Linked DNA regions of Anser cygnoides: all the other regions are linked to region 1. The links are chromatin contacts, called in public Hi-C maps. All regions are on one chromosome and are shown on one strand. Each heading gives the region's core, a stretch centred on a gene start, on an enhancer-like site or on the middle of the called end of the contact. The rest is flanking DNA. Distances are from core to core; before and after follow the strand shown.

Region 1 (2,700 bases), core at 13-2,512:
AAACGCTACTTGCAGAGAGACTTTCATCCTAGGAGAGGTGAGATTTTTCCTCACTACTCACACAGCAAGACGCTTATATTACAGAAAGCAAAATAAAACTAAAGAGGTCTGCCTTTTATGTCACTATCTGTTAGGGTCAACCTAGAGATTCCTGACCTACCTGTGCAGTGGTGACCGTGCACAGCACCTCTCCTCGGTACGCGCTCATGATCTTCCCAAAGGCAGAAACAATGCCTGGAGTGTAGCGCAAGCGACCGTTTTCAGCAAGCAAGTCTGGAAGAGGTAGATGTATTGAAAGGGTTTAAAGCAACCACTAGAAGCAGATCTGGTTAGCAACCAGTAATAACCGGTAGCCTTGGATGTTTTTCAAAATTCAAATGATTACTCACTCATCAGGTTGACAGTAATAGGGGACATCTTCTCTTTTGCTAAAGCATCATTTACAGCTTTTTGTTTAACTGTGCTCTTGGTATGAGGGTTCATAACAACACTGGACAGTTTGGGGTCCTTCAAAAGAGTCTAAGAGGACACACGTGCAACGTTATAAAAAACACAAGTTCTCCAAGCCTAAACAAACCGTCCAAGTGGGCAACAAGGTCACTCCTCGAGCAAGCCCGAAAAGATGAGAAGCATGCAGGTGGGACGACGACAGCCCCAGGTGCAGCTCATTTACGGGAGGTTTCTTTTAGGGGTGATGCTCCTCCTTCCCCGCCTGGGCCCACAGACCCACCTCCCTCCCACCAGGCAGGGCCACCCCGACACCCGGGGCGACGCGGGGCGCCGGGCTCCTTACCCACACGCGGAGCAGCTCCTTCTCCACCTGCTCCAGCTTCTTCTGCTTGGTGGCGGCCGAGTACAGCGCCGTGGCGTAGCGGCCCTCCAGCCCGTACACCTGCACGGGGGGCTGCGGGCGACAGCGCGGCTCAGGGGAGCCCCGGGACGGGGACGCGGCGGCTCCGACCCGCCCCCCGCACCCGCTCCCCGCTCACCTTGACCAGCTTGGACACCGGCCTCGCCGCCGACGTGCTCAGCTGCCGCACCTGCGGGACGCACAGCGGTGGCCTCGCACCCCCTCGCCGCCTCCCCTCGCCCCGCACGGCGAGGGGAGAGCCCGGCGAGAGCCCCCACCAGCCCCCCGCCGCCCCCCGCCATCACCTTCAGGGCCAGCCCCGCCGCCGCCGCCATTTTGTCCGCCCGCCCGCCGCTCGAGGTCACGGCGCCGCCCGGCCCCGTGTGGAGGCAGCGCGCAGGCACGGCGGCCGCACCGCCCCCTCTGCGGCCCGCCGGGGGATGTAGTTCTGTAGTTGTGCGCCATCGCTGTCCTCCCTCAGCGCTGTGGGCGTCCTTAGGTACGGCGCCCTCCGAGCAGCCTCGGCGGGCCCGGCTGGGAGAAATAGCCGAGGGCTTCGGCGCCCCGCAAGCCCGCGGGGTGAGGCCAGGCTTTGGTGGCTGTGCTGCTCGGTGGAGGAGGCGGTTGTGCCCGGCTCGAGGGCAAACGAAGTGGCTTTCCTCAGGAAAACCCGCGGGCAGGGGTCTGTGTGGGGGTCTCGACCCAGCACCTGCCTGCTTTGCCTGTCATAGGTCTAGTGACAAGCTGCCCGCAGCCCTCGGGTTGCTTGGGGCTGTGCTGGTGGAGGGGAGGCCTGCGGGGCTGCAGCCCCTCCTTCGGGGTCACCCCACGTCCCCCCTGCCGCCCCAACCCCTTCCTCGCTTCCCACAAGGGTCCTGTAGTTACACAACCCTGCATCCCTCTGTTCGGCTGTAGAGAGCAAGCCTCTCGCAAACTCTGCAGTGGAGAAAATGTCATGTTTCCCGCAGATGTTTCTGCTGTCCTCTAATGTGGTGAAACTGCCTCTGAGATACAACGAGCTGTTTCCTCCCCTCAGATAAATTAGGTCCATATATCTTCTGGGACAAAGAGATCTTCCAGGTAAAGCACAGTGTAGGTAGGCAGGCTGCATTTCAGCTCTGACTTTGCCAGAGTCTCCCAGTGCGACCTTACGCAGCTCGCTCAGCTCCTGCTGAACTGTCTTCAACAATTAAACACCTTCTCTCCCTGATTATTCCGTCTTCTCTGTAAACTAAAAGGATCAGCTGCTCACAGAGCTGTTTCAAAGTTTGAGTAATTATTTTCTGTGGTGTGAGCAGGTCAGGTGGAGGTGGTATTAAAATACGAAGCATTGCATTAATGGCAAGCATGCTACGTAAGTATGCAGGGCAGACTGGGAACACTAGATGTTGCTGTTGCTGCAAATTGAAAAATTAGTGCTCGCTAAAGCTACATCAAAAACAGAGAATTAGACTAGCACTCTTTAGGAAATAGAGTCTGAATAAGAAAGCTGGTATAGCATCCCATCAGAAATAAGATGCTATAACCAATATGTGTTATTCTGGATGCTGGAATTCAGCGCCTGCAATCACCAGTTGTATTTGCTCTGGGGACGTTCAAAGCCACAAGTATAGTTCATGATAGCTTTTACCATTCTAACACCATTCTTCTTGATATTTTTAATAACTACAGTACTAAGAAAAACACATCTAAAATGAAGAAAATGCTTTGTTTCTCTTTAAGGAAAAACATACATTGTTTATTTTTTGTGGTAATGTGCATACACTGAAACTTGGGAAAATTACAGAGAATGCATTTGTTTGAAATGGGGTCCTGTATCCAAAATTTCATTAGAGTAACTCTGAAACACT
Region 2 (2,700 bases), core at 16-2,515, 280 kb before region 1:
GGGACTGGACGAAAGACTGGATCTACTTTGAATGTTTCCAATTGGTTTTGATACAGATAAGGTATGAAATTATCAGCTTCTGGTTTTTATAATGGATATTACTGACATAACATGGTAAATAAGACACTGTTTTCTCTCCATGTAGGTGGTTGGCAAAGATCATCATTGTTCTATATGGCCATAAAATCCGCATACCTACTACTTAAATGGAAAATCAGTGAATACACCGTCAAAATTCAAAGTGATCAGAAGCAGAATTTCTCATAAATCCATTAATTTGACTTTAACACAGTTGTGCTTAAAAAACTATGGGAACTTGAAATACCCCTTGGGTTGTGGGCCGTTACCAAGTTCTGCTGTAAAGGATTAAATAAGACTAACATATGAGCAAAACTGTTTTGATTCAGACGGTACTCGTTAAATACACACCTAAAAAGCATCGCTCTTTTAAACTCAGGGTGCACTTTAAACAGGAACGAGGTAAAATATCACAGATGTCGCTTCACATCCAGCACTCCAGCAAAGCACCCACCGTACCGTTCGACTGGGACTGACCGCGGCCTCAGTCCTGCAGCAGCACGGGCCGGAGGGGGAGGCTTCGCTTCCAGAACCTTCACTACCAGGACCTTCGCCCTGCCAACGAGAACACCCCACTTAATACCGCGGGCCTCACCCCGCTCCGTTACAGGGCCAGGGGGTGGTTTTCATTCCCCAGCTGATGCAACCGTGCTGTGACCCACGGGGCTGAGTAGGGTGACAAGGACAAGGTCCCCCCCCAGAAGGCCCAAATCCCTCTCTCTCCACACACACCCTGCTGACACCAGAGCCCCAGTAGCAGTCCCCCATTCCCCAACAACTGCTCCCCTTTTCCCCAAATGCTGACCCCCTTCCCCCGTCCTCTTTCCCCCCCCTCCTCCAGCCGCGGTTGTGTCGGGCGGGCGGAGGCTCCCCGCACCGCAGCGCGCCCCTTTTCACCCCCCCGCCCGCCGTTCCCCCCCCTTCTCCCCTCACAGCACCGCACACCCGAGGGCTGCAGAGCGCCTGCAAGGAAGCCTGGGGGGCGGCAGCCCCCTCTGCCCTTCGCCCAAGGACGTCTCCCCCGCCGCCTGCCCTCACCCGAGCTCACCGGCGAGGGGAGCCCGAGGGCCGCCGGCCGGCTGCCTTGCGGCGCCATGCGCAGTGCGGGGCGGCAGCCACAAAATGGCGGCCGCGCTTTTGCTTATTGTGGGTTTATGTTACACGCACGCCTGTAGGTCTCAAACCCCTTTTCTGCCTTAGTTCTCCTGAGTGTATCCCTATAATTTGATGGCAAGTGCCTCTGTCGAGGCTTTCTCTCCCAGGCTTGCGAAACAGCCTTCCCCCGTGAGGTTTCCCTGGCATATTGGTAGTTTTTCACAGCGTGCTCACTCCGTCCCTTAACAGAGTTTGGTGTTCAAGCCTTTGCTGGGCTTGCCCGAAAAGGATGTGTAAGGCCAGCTGCGAGGCTGGAGGGGCTGTGATGTCTGGTGGGTTTGCTGCAGCCTCTGTGCCTGGCCCCGCTGGCTGCCAGGACGGCGGGGCTTCAGCTAACGAAACCCCAGGCCCCACAACCATTCAGGTCCATAGGCTGGAAGGGAGGGCCCAGATGCATGTAGTAAAGGTCCAGTAGTCAGAAGGCAAATTTTGTTTCCTCCCTGAGCACTAGCATCTATTATTAAAAGAAAAAGAAAAAAAAAATAGACATGGGTTTAATTAGCGGGACTTGATGGGACATGGTCAAGCAAATTGCATATCCAGCCATTGAAGTGGTGGCACTGGCGCCTGAAGGGGATAAAGTATTGAGTGGTCTGCTTAATTTTACAGCTTCCAGCATTATACTCTGCTTTTCCTCTTACAGCTTTACCACTATACTATCTTGGTGAATAAATAACGCCGAAACACATTATTTCAGAGAGGTTATCTTTTATTTCCATTAGGAATCAGTTTTCTACATTTTTTATTTCAAATTTGCTTTCTGTAAAAGTCAGATTTTGAAATTAGAAGTTTGCATGTGTATTGTCTTTCTCTGCTGCATATCCAGTTCATCACCTAAGAAAATTACTTGAACAAATAATTGCATTATAAATTGACCAGCTGGAACGAGTACAAATTTAGATTATTTTCTTGAGAGAGATGTTTCAGGGCAGCAGGAATTCTGTTTCTGACTTAACACATCATACATCCTGTCCTATAAAAACAAATTTTGAAAACTTGCGAATGAGAGATACATTTTATCCTTCTTTCATCTTACAAGAAATGAGACTCTTGTTGTGGTATCTTGCTGTTCAGTCAGATAGAAAATGTAAAACAGTCTACAAACCTGAGGAAGGAAGTCTACAAATACTTGCTAAGTGATGCTTAAAATTTCTGTAGCATGCATGTCTCCATAAACCAGAAGGCTCAAGCACAGCATCTGTCCAACAGTACACAAGTCATAAATTGCACGGAATTTTTAAACAAAGTTCTGGATTTACTATTAAATTTGTTTTAGCAGTGTGAAAGAAATGGCTTGTTTCTCTGTTAATGTATTTTTTATTTCTCATTACCTGACTTGAAGACACAAAGATACTGTTTAGTGTTATGTTGGCATACTTTGATTTTGTTTTCAGTAATGAGTGGTGGCATTGCAAGCTTGTCAAATGTTAACTGAATGACTTCAGATACTACTGTGAAAGGATTAGG
Region 3 (2,700 bases), core at 165-2,664, 370 kb after region 1:
GTAGAAAGAATAAGGAGGAAAAAAAAAAGACTGCCATTTCAGTGATGCATAAGACTTTGCTCTGATCTAAGCTTAGTGTCTGGAGACAGAGTCTTTGGAATTAAAACAGAAAGACGGAAAAATGGTTTAAGTGTTTAGACACGTCCTGATCCTTCATGTAATTATGCATTTACGTTGTCATATCTGTGTTTTCAAAATACACCCTTTAAGGTTATAGAATTCACCTAAGAAAAGTACTATTACCACCAGCAACTGAAGATACTAGAAGTCATATTTTCTTAAGCACATTTGGAGTGAACTTGAATTAAAGAGGATAAATCCCTGTGAAGGTGCCATTCCTTTCCTAGCAGCAGGTGCCCTGAGTGATACAGGATTACGCTGCTGTTAAGTTTTCGATAATAATTTTAGAAAGTAATAGAGATGATGCAGCTACATTGTACTCCAACCTCCAGTTCATTTTTAATGCATTGCAACTGTTAGTAGCCTTGAGCTGTTGGACCTCTGCTATATCTACTCTGTTTTTCACAGAGACAGCCAATTGTTGTAATAGGATTTTAAACCAGTACATTTGTTGCCTTATTTTTCAAGTCGGTTTCATTTTGATCTTTTTTAAGAAATGAACATCTCCTTCAGTATCAAGGGCACCAGAAAATAAGAGCTTGATGGAAAAAAGGGGTGTAAAAATAAAGAGAAATGCTGGCTTCACTGATTCTTTAATTCTGGTCAGTGGTGTGACAGGTAAGAGGAGGTAAGCTCGACTTGAATCCAACTTCCATCAGGAAAGCCACGGACGAGGTGAGAAGCAATCCTGAAGCGTTTATATCTATTTATTAGACCTGGATCTGTCAGGCAGCTTACAACAGCCTTCTGACACCTGCTGTTACCCTGCCCTGCTCTGGCAGAGCGGCGTGCAGCCCTCTCTGCTGGCTTTTTAAACAAAGCCGGGCGCTGCAGACCCACTCGCGATGCCCAGCAGCTCCCTTTGCCTGCTCGCAGGGCAGCCCCACGCCTCAGAGGCTGCCTGTCGCCCCACCAAGCGCCTCGGGCTGCCTTCACGAACCCTCCCTCCCCGCTCCCCCCCCCGCCCCGAGGCGGCGGCGGCGCGGCCCTCACCCGGCACGGCCCCTCCTGGAAGACGCGCGGGTCGAGGTTGCAGGCGATGGTGGCGGTGGGCAGGTCCGCCAGCGCCTCCGCCTCCATCGCGCCGTCCACCAAGCTCCAGGCCGCCTCGGCCGGCAGCGCCTCCTCTTCCTCCTCCTCCTCTTCGTCTTCTTCCCGGGGCGACGGCTCCGCCGGGCCCCTCCCGCCGCCGCCGCCGCTCTCCATGGCCGGCGGTGAGCGGAGCCCCCGCGGGGCGGAGCCCGGCTGAGGCGGCGGCCGTTGGTCCCCCCCCCGCGGCCGTTTAACCGTCGCCTTCCTGCCCCCCCCCGCGCGCAAGCCTATAGGCGCCGGGCGCCGCCGCAACAGGTGGCCCGCGGGAGCGCGGCGCTGCTCGCCGCCATCTTGAGTGAGGGCAGCGCCGCCCTGAGGGGCGTTAAATGTGAATAAAAAGGGGTGTCGGTCAGCCACCACCGAGTGCCTCGTGTTTCTCTTGCTTGTCCCCAGAGCTACCTGACCAGCCCTTGATGTCCTGCAAAGGGTTTCATTGTGTTCCAGAGCCGAGGGGGAAAAAAAAAACACTTGTAGCGCTATTGGGAGAGTTGTGTGGTGTCGTGTCGTTTCCTCCTTACCTTGGACCTGAAGGAGGCGTATTCTTAAAGCCTTTCTTTTTTTCCTAGTGACAAAAGTCTGTAAGGGACAGCTGCACCTTTCTTAGCTAAGCTCAAGGAGCTGCTCGTGTCAGACACTGCAGATGCCAAAAGCTTACCTGATGTGCTGAGCTGCTTAGTCCAACGTAACTGACCTAGACAAACACTTTTCTTACATACCCCAAAATATGTTGCTATATACATGTATAAGACCTAAAAGTGAACTTCAGATGACAGTTTTTTCTTTCTTTTTAGAAAGTTACCGTGATATTCACATATCGACCTCAAACATCCTATCCTAGTAGAAGTGTAGTGCAGAATAGTTAAAGGTAGTAAGGAGTGAAAAGCTGTTGGATGATAGCAGGCAAAATATTAACCCAATATTCGACTTCCATGGGGGTGTGTAAGAAAGCAGGTCTGAAAGTGGAAAGTGCAATCCCTCCAAAAGCTGTTTTCTCACTAAGACCAAAAGAGGGCTACCACAAGAACACCACTTTTAGCAAGCTGAGGGGCTAATCCTATTCTCATTTTCAATTTCCAAGAAACTTCTCATAGACATGAGTGAGGAGGCAACTGTCATTTACATTACAGCTCAAACTCCCAGGACTTAGAAAGCAGTGTCATCACACATAGTGATCTTGTCATCAGGTGTCATCTATCCAGAGGCTCAGAAAAAAAAAGTTTCAATTCAGAATGTCTAGTATTCTAGATTGCAATTTTAACTATATTTTTGTACATAACATATGTTAGTGTGCACTTGTAAAAAAAAATTACCGTGCCACACACAGGACTGGATTTTGTAACCAGGCTATAAACATATTAATGCAGGCTACAATGGGTCACTTGTTGAGCAACATTAATAAATGATTTAAAATATGGTATGGCAAATATTTTTAATGATGTTCAAAGTAACATACTTTTACTGATCTTTTCTTCCAAAATACAGCAATAT

What was found. Hi-C and Micro-C count contacts between places; a contact is called where the count stands out from the background.
Region 2: a contact with region 1 is called in a Hi-C map of liver, with 2.2 times the contacts expected there. The contact joins the promoter of DNAJC28 here to the promoter of ATP5PO in region 1. A contact is called at or near these places in 3 of 7 Hi-C or Micro-C datasets (granulosa cells and liver).
Region 3: a contact with region 1 is called in a Hi-C map of liver, with 2.2 times the contacts expected there. The contact joins the promoter of RCAN1 here to the promoter of ATP5PO in region 1. A contact is called at or near these places in 2 of 7 Hi-C or Micro-C datasets (granulosa cells and liver).

Annotation. Positions count from the first base shown.
Region 1 is chr1:113,649,025-113,651,724 of Taihu_goose_T2T_genome, forward strand. It overlaps ATP5PO (ATP synthase peripheral stalk subunit OSCP), which reads right to left and starts at 1,263. Exons shown (of 7, transcript XM_048071552.2): 1 at 1,156-1,263; 2 at 990-1,040; 3 at 794-904; 4 at 390-519; 5 at 161-273. The coding sequence starts at 1,185. LOC106043402 (a long non-coding RNA gene) reads left to right here and starts at 1,313. Exons shown (of 7, transcript XR_010825360.1): 1 at 1,313-1,930.
Region 2 is chr1:113,372,278-113,374,977 of Taihu_goose_T2T_genome, forward strand. DNAJC28 (DnaJ heat shock protein family (Hsp40) member C28) reads right to left here and starts at 1,266. Exons shown (of 3, transcript XM_048071548.2): 1 at 1,127-1,266; 2 at 538-633. The region is part of intron 1 of LOC106043431 (trifunctional purine biosynthetic protein adenosine-3-like); the gene reads left to right.
Region 3 is chr1:114,023,117-114,025,816 of Taihu_goose_T2T_genome, forward strand. It overlaps RCAN1 (regulator of calcineurin 1), which reads right to left and starts at 1,415. Exons shown (of 4, transcript XM_048071478.2): 1 at 1,114-1,415. The coding sequence starts at 1,326. It overlaps LOC106043442 (a long non-coding RNA gene), which reads left to right. Exons shown (of 3, transcript XR_001211680.3): 3 at 615-1,008.